Regions from separate parts of the Gossypium hirsutum genome. Here region 2 is linked to region 1. Evidence: chromatin contacts called from public Hi-C data. All regions are on one chromosome and are shown on one strand. Each heading gives the region's core, a stretch centred on a gene start, on an enhancer-like site or on the middle of the called end of the contact. The rest is flanking DNA. Distances are from core to core; before and after follow the strand shown. Region 1 holds the start of LOC107948921 (probable LRR receptor-like serine/threonine-protein kinase At3g47570). Region 2 holds the start of LOC107948917 (CASP-like protein 5B2).

Region 1 (7,429 bases), core at 1,710-4,209:
TGTTTCGAAGATTTTGCACTTAATTCTTTTACGAAATTCTGTAAAATCTATACTCTGGTTAAAAGCCATTCGCACTGTGTTCTTTGATAAAAAAACAACGTCGTTCTCTATGTCACAGACCTTACCACCATAGTAAATAACAACACTAATACATTCACTCATCTTCAATTTCTATTCTGCTTAGCCTCTCTAATTTTTCTTGTTGATACTTATGCAACCTGAGAATGATATTTGCCTCGTTTATAGCCTAAGGCCAAGTATGAGCTACTATAGAAAAAGAGCGTCCACGTGGGAGCTTTTTTTAGAAATTTTGCTGACATTGCATCCTGCTTGAAGTGTTTTTGACACTATTTGTTCAGAAACGTCTTCTCAAAATTATTTTTTCAGGAACAACTATAGCAAAAGAGCGTCCACATGGGAGCTGTTTCTGTATTTTTGCTGACAGTGCATCCTGCTTACAGCATTTTTGACACTATTTGTTCAGAAACGTCTTTTCAAAATTATTTTTTCATGGTAAAAATAGTCAATTTTGTTAAAAAAATAAACATAATGTTATTTTAAAAAAACTAAACCCTAATTTAATTAATTTTAACCCCAAACCCTAATTTAATTTATTTAAAATCTTAGAACCCTAATTTAATTAATTTTAAACAAAAAATATAAACCTTAATTTAATAAACTCGAAATGCTAATTTAATTTATTTTAAACCCTAACTTAATTTATTTAAAATCCTAACTTACTTAATCTATTTAAAAAATATAAACCCTAATTTAATAAATCCTAAACCCTAATTTAATTTATTTAAAATAGTAACTTAATTTATTTAAAATCCTAGAACCCTAATTTACTTAATCTATTTAAAACCATAAACCCTAAGCCCTAATTTATTTAAAACCCTAACTTAATTTATTTAAAAACCATTAACCCTAATTTAAATAATTTTTATAAAATAACACTAAATCCTTATTTATTTTTAAAAACTATTAAAATTTTAAAACCCTAACTTGTTTTAACAAAAACCTAAATACTAAACGCTAACTTATTTTACCAAAATCCTAACCCTAAAAGCCCTAAAAACCCCATAGGGACTAAACATGCAAATATCCCTAACATCTAAAAACACGGAGAAAATTGCTCCCTTGAGGAAGCGTTTTTCACCACGTTAGCAAAACGCTTCCACGTAAGGGCATTTTTGGTTGATGTGGCAAAAAACGCTTCCTCAAAGGAGCGATTTCCTGGCTTTTCCCCTAAAACGTGGCCACGTAGGCGCTTTTAGTAAAAATTGGCCCTTTCCGGTAAATAATGGTATAATTGGTCCATTTCCGTAAATATGCATGGAAAATAGTTTTTTTAGGTAATTTAGTCATATAAAAGATGATTATTTAAAAATTTAAAATTTTAACACGAAAATTTATGTATATATATTAAAGTTAAATATTTTAAAAGACTATTTGATTAATCATGTTTAACAATTTTAGAGTTGGTTGAGATTTATATGTTAATGTTTGTTAAATCCATAAAAAATAATATTTTTATGTTTAAATAATAGTATAGGGAGTAGGATTGATCCCACAGAGATTGGAATATCTAAAATTGTTGTTTGGCTCAACCAGATTGAGTCTAGCTAGTTATCATGCTCACGACATGTGACTCTTGTGCAAAAATACAAAAGGGAAATTTAAATTTGATAAAAGTAGAAATAATAAATATAATTGAAATCGGAATAAGAGTAAAAATAAGCAGAAACAAAATTTAATTAAATAAACCGATATAATAAAATCAAATAATAAAAAAATCAACGATGTTGTTGACTTTTCAATCTTGCTTTTGTAACTAATAAAAGAACCAAATAGAATACTTAAAACTAGCCCATTTTTTTTTTTACAAATACAGGTTTCTAATTTAATTCATATATTGGACAAATTATCATATATAACATTAAAAATCTCCATCGATTCTTTCTAATCAAACTTTCCAATTTGTTATTATACTCCCAAGAAGTAGAAAGAACTCATTTAAGATTTAATTAAAATAAGCAGACTAAACATGTAAATTAGACTGTTATCATATACAAAAAAATATTTATATATTATATTAAAAGAAGTGAATTTAAATATATTAAAACATATTATCTGAATTAAAATAGAATTATAAATTATTGTAAAAGAATAGGTTTAAAAAGAGAAAAGAAAATGAAAACCATTGGTTGGTTGGAATATGGATTTTGAGCTTTAGAGAACAATGGATGTCCACTTAAATAGAAAATATCCTATTTAATGCAAGCAGCTATATCTGACTGACCAAATGTCCCATATTTGAGTTAATAAAATATATAACCCACCATCTATAATGTCGGTTGGTAATCATTTCTTGAAAACTTGCGTATTCTAGAGTGAAGAGAAATAAAAAGAAATCATTTTATCTATCTTTTCGAACTGGGACTCCATTCATCCATGTCAACCATTGACTTTAAATACCGGAAATTTTGACAACCCACTCAAAGTTTGAACGCAATATGGCTTCTCGTTGAAAGTCTTCAATCATGGTTGTGAAATCGTAATCGAATTGTTCAAAAGTCTCAGCTGGATCTTTTCCTGCAAAAAATAACCTCTGGGTTCACGTGAAATTTCCTCACTACTTTTACTATATGCCTTGTTAAATTTATAGGCATATATAAATCCGATTAAGGGAGATTACAATGTGACTTCGAGGGTGAACACCCATTACTTAGAAACCAAATATTGAAGTTGAAAGAATATTTGAAACAACTTGACTTAGAGAGGATAATCTGTATTTTTATTTTTGAAATTACAGACAACATCCTTATTTAATTATTATTATTATTTTTTTTTTAAAAGTAAATGGCGAAAAGACTCATAAAAGTTATTTCCATTCTTAAAAACATAGTTATGGTAAATAACCTACAACCTTTGCCTCATATATAGATAAATCTAACTCCATTTAAAGGACATCAACATGCAGGCAAATACGTTCAAAGCAATGATGTGAGTTCACATTCTTATAAGAAAAGATTGATTGTGATGGTGACAAATAATTAAAACCCCAAATTCAACGGTTTTCTTGTGGCCTAGAGTCAGCACTGTTTACTATCAACCTGGCTTGATTTGCAGTAACCATAAGCAACTACTTAAATATATACTTACGTCAGAAACTTCAGTATTTCAATTACTTGAAATTTGTTATAAACCCATCCTCCACCTCAATGTAGCCAAGCCTAAAGTAAACAGAAATGTCCACAAAAACCATCATTCTGATTCTCATCTGCCTCACTTTCCATCCACTGCTGGGTGGTTCCCAAGGCTTGCCAAGGTTCAACAACAATACGGACCAGGAATCGCTTCTTGTATTCAAGTCTCGGATAACTGATGATCCTCTTGGGGTTCTTGAGACGTGGAATCCCAGTTCTTCCTTGTGCAACTGGACTAGTGTAAATTGTAATGTCACTAAACAGAGAGTTACAAGTATCAACCTTGAAAACCTTGGCCTTGTGGGTACTATTGCTCCTCACATTGGTAACCTTTCTTTTCTTAGCTACCTCAACCTTCAAAACAACAGTTTTTCTGGAAGCCTTCCACAAGAAATTGGTCAGCTTTTCCGATTGAGAACACTCATTCTAGCTTCTAATCGAATTCGAGGAACAATACCGGCATCGTTAAGTTTATGTTCAAAGTTGTCTTATCTTGATCTGTCAATCAACATACTCGAAGGAACCATTCCAAACGAATTAGGTGCACTTTCAGAGCTTGAAGATGTATCCTTCATGCAAAATTTTCTCACAGGTCCTATTCCATCTTCTTTTGGGAATCTCTCTTCTTTGTCAAATCTAATTCTGAGGTCAAACAGCTTGAAAGGGCCTATACCAGAAGGGTTGGGTCGCCTTCCCTTCTTAATCAATCTTCAAATTGGCCTTAACAATATCTCTGGTGAAATCCCATGTTCATTATTCAATAGTTCCTCGTTGATTGTCATAGCCATGGCTGTTAATAGACTCACTGGTACCCTTCCCCGAGATACGTTTACTAATCAAACCAGCTTAACCACCTTTTTCGTGGGAGGGAATCTCTTGTCTGGTCGCATACCACCATCCATAGGCAATGCTTCAAGCTTAACTCGAGTTGATCTCGCAAACAACAGTTTCAGTGGCCAAATCCCATGGCTAGGGAACCTGCCAAACATTCAAATATTGAGCTTACAGAGTAATCAGCTGGTTAATGATGGAGCGGGTGGCATGGATTTCCTAGCTTCTTTGGCAAACTCTACCCAACTTCAAGTATTCTCCGTGGCGGAAAACCAGCTTACTGGTAAGCTTCCATCTTCCATAGGCAACCTCTCTAGACAACTTTCATTGTTGGTGATGAACAACAACTTTTTCCATGGAAGCTTGCCAGGAGAAATAAGCAATTTGGTCAACTTAACCCTGATTGCTTTCGAACACAATTCCTTAACCGGCACCATTCTACCTTCAATAGGAACTTTGCCAAACCTGCAGTACATTTTCTTACACGAAAACAAGTTCTCAGGAAAGGTACCAGAGTCTCTTGGAAACTTGACCTATTTAGCTGAAGTTCATCTAAGCAACAATCTTTTAGAAGGGACCATTCCTTCAAGCTTGGGAAACTGTCAGCGTCTTCAGTTGCTAGACCTGTCAGTGAACTTGCTTAATGGTACTATACCCGGTGATATATTTGGAATCCCAGGTTTGGGAAAGGTCTTGAATCTCTCTTTCAATTCTTTAAGCGGATTTGTTCCTTCCGAAGTAGGTGATCTAAATATGGTTCAAGCGATAGACTTGGCAAGTAATCAATTATCAGGAGATATACCAGTTACCATTGGAGATTGTTCAAGCCTTTTGTACTTGAATATGTCTAGAAATTCGTTTCAGGGATCCATACCAAATTCTCTAGACAAATTGAAAGCGATAGAGTATATTGACCTCTCTTCCAACAACCTCACTGGTAACATCTCGGCTTCTTTAGAATCTTTGAAGTTCTTGCAAGTTTTAAACCTGTCCAGGAACCAACTATCAGGGGAGGTTCCAAAAGGAGGGATTTTCGAGAATTCAACAGCCGTTTCTCTGTCGGGGAATCTCAAGCTTTGTGGTGGAGTACCTAATCTAGGACTACCTAAATGTGATTCTCATGAAAAAAAGTCGGGTGGTTCAAAGTTGAAAATTGTACTAGCAGCGACGTTTGCTTCGGTTGCATTCATCATCATCGTTTCCATGCTAGTCTTTTGGTTAGTAAGAAAGAAAGATTCTGACCTCCGTGCGGTTAATGAGAAGGCTAACTCACCGGAGATGTATCCAATGTGTAGACAACACGATCTCAAATTAGCTACCCGGAATTTCAGTCCAGAGTATATGATTGGAGAGGGTAGCTTTGGGTCAGTTTATAAGGGTGTTTTTGAGGATGGAAGTTTGGCAGCTATCAAGGTCTTCAAAATGGGGCAACATGGAGCTTCCAAGAGCTTTATAGCTGAATGTGAGGCTCTTCGAAGTATCCGGCACCGGAACCTTGTTAAAATCATAAGCGTATGTTCAGCAGGCGATTTCAAGGCTTTAGTCCTTAAGTTCATGCCAAATGGAAACTTGGAACAATTGCTTCACCCAAGAATTGAAGACTGTGAGGTTGAAAAAGTTGTTGACATGAACCAGAGGTTGAAGATAGCTCAAGATGTTGCCTTAGCACTAGAGTATTTGCATCATGATTGCGAAAGCCCCGTTGTGCACTGTGATCTTAAGCCGAGTAACGTTCTCCTGGATGAAGAGATGTCAGCTCATGTCGGCGATTTTGGACTTGCAAGAATCCTACTTAAAAACTCACCTAATGCTCATCTTAGTATCTCCGTAGGACTAAAAGGTTCAATTGGCTACATGGCTCCAGGTATTGTTTTTTATACTCCTTTTTACATTTTTTTTTGGTATTTTTTTTTCAAAGTCATCTTAGAACTGATCTTATCCAGCAATGCAGAATATGGCATGGGTGCGGGGGTCTCAACGCGAGGCGATGTCTACAGTTTTGGAATATTGATCCTTGAGATGTTTACAAGGAAAAGACCCATAGACCATCTGTTCAGTGGGGATATGGATTTGCAAAAATGGGTTTCAATGCATCTTCCTGATCATATTTATGATATTGTGGATAATGAACTTAAGGCAAAAGAATGGCAGGCAGAACATGCTGACGGCATGGCCAGAATATTAAATATTGGGTTGATGTGTGCAAGGAAATCGCCTGAAGAACGACCAACAATGAGAGAGGTCTCTGTAATGATAAAAAAATGTCTAGTCTAAGCTTATCAGAGTAATTTAGTGTATAATTGATGTAATTTGCATGAATTAGTAATACGCAAACAATGGGTCGTCTTCCTCGTCATAAAAAAAGAGAGTCGAAAACAGTGTTAAAAGTCAACTTATATTGTGTTTAGATTTATTTCCTTCTCTTGCTTAATTTCTTATTTACATAAACACAAACTGGTTGTCTAATATCTATACTACTATATATATATAAAGGAAGGACTAAAGGCATTCCTTACATCACACCTTACACGACACCTGATTAATATCAATTTACACTTATTTAATATTAATTGTTTTCTTTTTTCTTAAATGAATATAGGGGAGCCTGGCTTCAACTATTTCAACTTTAGTTTTTTTTATATTTTTAAAATTAGTATATGATTTGCCCTCTCAAAAATAAAAATAAAAATTTATCCTTTAAAATATATAAAATGTAAACTTTCATTTTTACAATCATAACAATATAAAACCCTAATTCGTAAGCTTCAAAAAGTTTGGCTAATGTTTCTATATTTTACATGCTTCCTATCCAATATTCCAATGTCAATTATTTTCTTTTCTTTTTCTAGATGAGAAGGTAATGGCCAATTATAAATTCTAATCCCTCTATTTTTACATGATAGTTGTTCAGTACTCCAAACCAAAACCAATTGTTTTCTTTTTACTTTTTTTTTCTTTTTGACATGAGAAGCTAATTGCCAAATATCAATTCTAATCCCTCTACTTTTCTCGAGATTATATAAAATTGGTTAAATTACAAATTTAATCCCTATATTTCGCTCAAATATGAAAATTTAATTTTGACATTATTTGGTACTTCAACTTTTATAATGTCATTAGTTAATCTAAATACTTTATTTCAATTAAAATTGTTGATGTGAATTTTTAAAATTTATTAATACTGTTAAAATTTTCTATTAAATCTAGGGACATTATATTTTTTTTGTTACATAAATACTAAGTGAATCTTTTAAAATTTTAAAATGTCCCACCAAAAAATTTAATAGAAAAATTTTATAATATTAATAAAAGAACTTAAATTTTTAAAATTAAAAAACAGAGAATCAAATAAGTAAATCCTTTAATGCGAAGTGTACCTAGAAACCATA
Region 2 (7,429 bases), core at 3,574-6,073, 260 kb before region 1:
CCCGCATGACGGTTATCCACCCTTGAAGTTTGTTGTATAACGCATCCCAATCACAATACAACTGCTTTATCGCCATTTGTTTTGCCCACCATGCCTTCCCGTAGGAAATCTTGTATTTGAATCGAGCTTGCATGTTCGCAATAAGAGTTGATATAGGGATGGTGGGACTATCTTTCACCAATGAGATGGTTCAATTGCATATTGTTTTTGCATCCAATTTTTGATGGTCTTGCGACATACAAGCAACCGTGCAAGTGTGAGGGCCTTCTATTTTCTTTATTATCCATATTTGGGTTCACTATATTAATGCAGCTCGAACACGCCAGTTACAGCCACTTGAGGCTTTCCAACATTCTCCGACATATAAAGGCTGTGTTGACTTTGTGACTTTATAGTCGACAGAGAGCTTTAAGCTGTACTACTTTATTGCATGTAAGCAGTCTTTCTTGTTATCGAATTGTTGTCCTATGAGCAACTCTTCATCTTCTAATTCTTCATCCAGTAAGTGAGCCAGCTCTATATCTAGATATTTAGAAAACTCACGCGCAAGTGCTGCATTAGGATTTACATCAGTCATAACGACCTCTGGATTATCACAGATAACTATATCGGAACCCGTGTTCCCTGTCGAATGGGGATGTACATCTTCACCCTCCATTGGGCCTTCATCCTCTATGTCTTTAAGGATGTCATCCAAATCGGGATCACTCAAATATTCAATATCACACTCGGATTTCTCTTCATGGTTAGACTACTCTTCATTATCGAATCCTTCCTCACCATCTTCTATGGTGGCCAACACCTCTGGATGAATATCTAGACGAGGACACAGTATTGGGACGTTATATGAACATTCTTCATAGATTAGATTTTTGGGAGTTTGTAGTGATCGTCCACAAGTGGACCGATATTCCCAGTAGACAATAAGATCAAAATCAATTCTAGAGCGCTGACTTACTCGAATTACAACTTGAATAGGTTTCGGTTTAGCTATCTCCGCAAACAACTCAATTGGACTCTGTTTTTGCATCTTCGAGGGGGCAATAAATTGCTTTCATTGTCCCTAGATCATTATCATCTTCAAGTTCCATTTCCGTGAACTTTAGTGGATCTGTTGAAATCAAAAATTTGTAAAACAATCACAACATCTGTTTCCCGCATCGGGTAGCTATTTTGCACTGATTTTCTACTTCAAACCCACCAGTATAACACGTTTGTTGAATCTCATTCTAATTTTTTACCGACTTTGAAAAACATAACCTTCTTCAGCCATATTTATAATTTCTCAGTTGAAATGAACATAAACTAACAAAATTTAGGAACTCATTTTCAACAAATTTTGCTTCCTCCTTAACAAACAAAACACTAATATTAGATTTCAACTGAAAAATGTAAAGAAAAAGCTCAAATGGAAAAGAAAATAACTTTATATATTGAAAAGGTGCTGGCCATCAGTGTCCCAGCATCCCAAATTTCTTTCCTCAAATCTGATACAAGGATGTCAGTCATTAGTGTCCTAGAACATGAAATTTTTTTCAGTCCCCGAGAAAGCTGAAGCCGACCATCTAGTACCCCCAACCCAAAATTTTTTTATCTAATAAAATGGGTGCCAGCCATCAACTAGCCGCATCCAAAAAATAAAATTAATTCTTTATCTATAAAAGTGGTGCCAACCATCAGGGTCCCCTAACCTAAATTTTTTTTTCAAATATTGGTGTACTTTACACCAATATGATACGGGTGTAAAACAAATATGAGGGTGCTGGCCATTTAGGTCCCCCAACCCCAAAAAATAATTTTTTAACACTGGACTAAATTATCAGGTGACGATTGAGACAAATATCGAGGTGGTGCCGGCCATTTAAGTCCCCCCACCCTAATTTACTGTTCATTTTAGATTATTTGGGTGATTGTTTTTGAACTTGGGTCATTTGTGTAATTAATTATTTTTTGGGTCATTTTTGTCAAATAGCCTTAAGTCCCCCCCAATCCCAAAAATTAATTTTTTTTTAAACCTGGCACAATCATCAAGTGATTATTGGGTCAAAAATCAAGGTGGTGCCAGCCATTAAGTCTCCCAACCCAAAAAAAATTATTTTTTTAAGCCTAACACAATCATCAGGTAATAATTGGGTCAAAAATCAAGGTGGTGCTGGTCATTAAGGGTTAGTTTGACAATACTTTTGAAAAGTGCTATGGAAAAGTGCTTTTGAGAAGTACTTTTGAAAAGTTTGGTTTAAAATTTGAGTGTTAAGCATTGCTGTCAAAAAGTACTTTTGAGAAATAAAATGTCCATTTTAGACATGTTATTATCAAGTAACAAATATGCATTTAAATAAAATTTAAATTAGTTAATATTATTATATTTTAGTAAGAATATAAAAAAATTATTATAACTTGTTAATATTTTAATATATGGAATCTAAATTTTAAATATTTTTAAGTAATAAATATTAATTACTTATAAAATTTAATTAGAATATATAAAATAAATTTTAAATATTTAAAAATAACCATTAAATATTTGTAATTAGTATTTTAAAAAATATTTTTTATTTTTAATTAATGATTTTAACACATTTGTAGTTAAGCACCAAGAAAAAAAAGGGAAAGTACTATATTATTGGAGGGGTGAAAAAGTAATTAAGCACTAAAAGTGTTATTGGGAGAGAAAAAACTAAAAATTTTAGTTTCTTTTTTTCAGAAATACTTTTCAGAAGTAGTTTTAAAAAATCAAAAATTTTAGCAAAAAACAACTTATTCTGCACAGCTTTTCTTTCAAAAGTACAAGTTAAAAATGCTTATTTTAAGCACAGAAAAATAAGCCCTAAGTCCCCTAATCTAATTTTACTATTTATATTAAATTATTTGAATGATTATTTTTGAATTTGGGTTATTTTTATAATTATTTATTTTTGAGTTATTTTGGTAAAATAACGGCAAGTTACTTATTCCTAGCCCTGCCATCTATTGAAGACTTCCAAACTGCTGGTATACTGTCGCTTTCGTGGTCTCCAAGCAGTCAAGGTAAGGACTATAGATGCCTTTTGTTGGAGGTAATGAAAGTATATTTTGAAGTCTACAGTAGAGAAAGTGAGAGATAAAAGGAAAAAAAAGATTGAAAGAATTTTAATCAAAGATAAATGTGATAAGAGACAAGAGTGAATGAAATTTATTTATTTTATTTGATATCCAAATTCCAACGGCTATCGTTATTGACTTTTTTTTAGTTATATTAGTAAAAATATTATATTCCTCAAAAAAAAATTTATGATTGATTTTTAATCAATGGACCAATTAAATTAATGATTTAATTAATTTAATCGTGGATTCAATTTTAAATATATTATTAAAATTATCAATAAAGAAAATTGGTTAGGTGGAACATGCCCAAAAAACACAAAAATTAGCAAAGATTCTATTGGAGCAGAAAAACTTGGATGCATTTTGCTCATACTAATTTGTATCACTCGTAGCACTAACTGTGTTAAATTAAATAATTTAATTAAGCTCATCTACAATTTTTATAGGGTGAAACTCAGCGTTAAAAGTCCCAAGGTCTCATAGGTTAGCGTAGCTGTTAGGAGCTGTCGGTTCGTCATATTGCTGATTGGTCAATTTGTACTTATATTATGAATTTAGTATTTATATTTTAATTTAATTATTTTCAATTCTTATATTTTTAGAGTTTAAAGATTTTAGTCATAATTAAATTATAATTACTAAATTTATTAATTTTTATTATTTTTAAAATATGATATGTCATATATATTATCTCATGTGTAATATTATGCATGTTTGATATTTTCACATATCACTAAAAAAAATAATAGATTTAACGATTGTCGTTTGACTTAATATTAAAATTTTAAAATTCAAAAAATATAGCTACTAAAAATGATTCAATTAGTGAATGTGGACTAGATCTATAATTTTACAAAAAAATACAAATTAATAACATAAATTTAGCTGGTATCATTAGATTAAAACTAAAATTTTAAAATTTAGAAAATACAAGGAGTAGTAGCAAAATTTGACGTTGCTGATTTAACTTGACGCAGATAGGTTGCTATTAGGAGGGAAGTAAATTTGTTATGGTGTTATAATAGCAGTTGAAGTTAGTTAAGTATGCATTATAAATTGACTGCTTTTGGTTTTTTTAAAATGAAACGAATATCAAATTATTGAAATCAAGAAAGAGAATGGGTTTTAAAATTCGAACTAAAGATGCTTTCATTGGAAAGCCAAAGCTGGTATGCTTGGCACCGATAGGCTGCTAAGGTCCAAGGCCTAGTCATTACGCCTATAATTGAACATTATCCGTGATTCTTTTTTCGTCTCCAAAAGTCCAAGACCCATGGCCCAGACCGACCCATCCTCATTAATTCATAACAACTTGTTCAACATTTCTTTCTTTACTAGTCCCTCCTTTTTGTCTAAAAAGAAGGACAAAAAGGAAAGAAAAGTTCATTTAGTTAGTAGTCTGTCACTCACTTGCCCTAAATTGAACCCACTAAACCGATACTCATAATAATTACTTATTTTGCAGTATAATTTTTTAAAAATTCATTTTAGTTTTTTTTTAATTTTTAAATTTAAATTTTTATTAAATCAACTTAAAATAATAAAATTTTTTAATTTTTTAAAAATTTTATTGAATATGGATTGTTATGTGAATGACACAAGTCTAAAAAATTTTAAAAAATTATTTTTATAATTTTTACTTTTTTTTGTTAATTTTAATTTTTTTAATTTTTAAAAATAGTTTACTTAATTTAATAGTGATGTATCATTTTCATAGTGATTCACATTTATGCCATATCAATAAAATTAACCTACCTTCGTTTTGAAGTGAGTAAACAAAAATTATAACCTTCAATCATTTTAAGCTGATTAAACAAAAAAATTATAAATTTAAAAATTAATAAAGACGAAAATAAATAATTTTTTTTATAAAATTTAAGGATAAAAGAGACATTATTCCAAACCAAAAACATTCTCCTTCTCTTTCTATTCATCGAATCAAGACCATCAATGTCACCAATTTTATAAATTATGATCTGCTAAATTATAATTTCAGGGTATTTCTTAAATCATACGTTTTTTTTTTAAAATTTTATCAGTTTGGTCCAAACTCCAAAATTCCCTTTCCATATTACCTTTTTTAAAATGTTCAACCAAAAAAGAAATTGTTTTGGACTCTGGATTTGAGTTCCATTAATGGAAGGACTCTAAGATTCTTGGGTTTCTTTCCCTTTTCTGCAAGTAGGACCCTTAGAGTTTAGGCGATAGGGTTGGGGACCTTTTAGATTGAAGTAAGAGGATGAAGGAGTTGATTGGGAGTCCAGGAACGGTGAGTGGATTAACACTAAGGGTAACCCAATGTGCTTTTGCTGCTGCTTCCATTGCACTCATGGTCTCTGCCTCTGGTTTCTCTACCTACACTGCATTCTGGTACTTCGTTTTTTCATTTTTCTTCATTCGGCTTTGCTCTCAAATTTTACCTTGTTAGAATTAATGGGTTTTTTTTTGTGTGTGTGTTTGGGGGGGGGGTGCCATTGTTCCAGTATTCTTGGGTTTAATCGTTGACAAAATTTTAGTTAAAATGGTTTGTTTGAATCGGAATCATCTTAAAGCAAACATTGATTGCTGGGCAGCAAGATTAGGTAGGCAAAACTGTTCATGAAAGGTTATTTCCTAAATGGGTAGAAAGAATAGGAAAAATAGAAGGTGAAATTGACCTGACTTTTTAGACGTGTGGACTTCTACCTCTTTGCATCTTATAAAGTGATGTGTGTTTTACTTCAAAATTTGTTTTTACTCTACTATTTAGTAGCTGATTTTGATGTTCTAGTTCTTCTAGTTTGAATTTATTGGATGAAATTTAAGTTCTAGATTTCTACTTTGGTATTTTGCATGAGAAGTGGGTTTCAATTTTAAGTTTAGCTTAATTTTTTCCTAGTTTTTTTTAATGATTTTCCATATGTTGGTTGAGAAGCTAAGAGGGTTTAATGTTAAAAGTATGGGATTTTTCTACCTTCAGTTAGTAATGTCAAAGGTATGGTTTTTTACTATTCAGAGAAATGTATAGGATGCGTGCATAAACTTCTAGTGTACCGATTCTTCCAGAATTGGGTTTTAAGCTGAATATGAAGTTGTGTAAATTTAGCATCTGGTAATTTACTTTGTTAAGCAGAAGCAATCATCTATCATCCAATGTTATTGCAACAGTGGAGCTAAAGAAATCATAAACATGTCTGATTTGCTATATTTGGAGCTTGGTTGTTTAAAGTGTATTATTGCTCTTATAATGGCGGAACTGAGTGCTTCTATTAGGCATAAGGGCAGGAAAATGAACGGAACTCTATGAAGCTTTTCTGCTACTATGCATAGTGCAGTAATGGTGGTTCCCCGAGTCTTTGTTTCAAGATTTGTGTGCCTGCTAATAGTGACAGTCTAACAGAGCCATTCATTTGTCTGAATTACGTTCAAGAGACTCTGGTATAATATATGTCTGAATAAACTTAAGTTCGAAGTTGACTGAAGCTGTGTAACTCTCTGTTAAGCATCTTTATGCATGTTTGATCTTCTAAGGTTCCATTTAGTTGGTAGTTTTACTTTTAGCTATTTGTCCCTTGCTTTCAGTTCATATTTTTATTTTCTTTTTACTTCTAATTGAGAAAAGAAAAAGCAAAAGCATCCATCAAAGCCAAGATGCAACTTTGATCGAATAGAAATGCACTTCAATTGTATTTTCTGCACATTTGATGTTTATAATGCTCTCTGTTTCAGCTATTTGATTGCATCTATGGGGCTTCAACTACTATGGAGCTTTGGACTTGCATGTCTTGATGTTTATGCTTTAAGGAGAAAAAGAGATCTTCAGAATCCAGTTTTAGTGAGCCTCTTTGTTGTAGGTGATTGGGTATGAAACTGTTCTCTAATAATCCTCTCTTATCTCCTTTAGCCACTAAATGGATGCATCAACAATGATGTAAATCGGGTTTTCGACCATATATTTCCTGCTAGTTGCTGTATTTGTCATAGTCCTCGCCAGCTATTCTTATTTGTTCATGTTAATGCTGTCTGTGATCCCACAAGTGGTTAATGGCTGTTCTTATTCTATCAAAAAACAACCTTTCTATATATTACATTGCTAGTTTCTGTGACCACCTTTTCATATTTTGTAATGGCCATAGAATACAATCTTACACTGATGCAGGGGTCACTGTCTGATCTGTATATGAACTCCCTATGCATTTTGCTTGATTTTTTTTAAGGGCCGCAAGCAATTGTTATTTTCAGTATTGGCAACTCTGCAAATAGCTCTTCAGCTGGGATTGTATATCACTTGGCTAATCCTTGTTGAATGTACAGGTGACAGCTATGTTATCACTGGCAGCTGCATGTTCATCAGCTGGTATTATAG

Evidence for each region. Hi-C and Micro-C count contacts between places; a contact is called where the count stands out from the background.
Region 2: a contact with region 1 is called in a Hi-C map of leaf, with 2.0 times the contacts expected there. The contact joins the promoter of LOC107948917 here to the promoter of LOC107948921 in region 1. A contact is called at or near these places in 2 of 34 Hi-C or Micro-C datasets (both in leaf).

Annotation. Positions count from the first base shown.
Region 1 is chrA04:73,934,008-73,941,436 of Gossypium_hirsutum_v2.1, reverse strand. LOC107948921 (probable LRR receptor-like serine/threonine-protein kinase At3g47570) reads left to right here and starts at 2,959. Exons shown (of 2, transcript XM_041111374.1): 1 at 2,959-5,904; 2 at 5,992-6,471. The coding sequence starts at 3,252. The coding sequence ends at 6,314.
Region 2 is chrA04:74,193,014-74,200,442 of Gossypium_hirsutum_v2.1, reverse strand. LOC107948917 (CASP-like protein 5B2) reads left to right here and starts at 4,823. Exons shown (of 3, transcript XM_016883581.2): 1 at 4,823-5,454; 2 at 6,793-6,925; 3 at 7,378-7,429. The coding sequence starts at 5,324.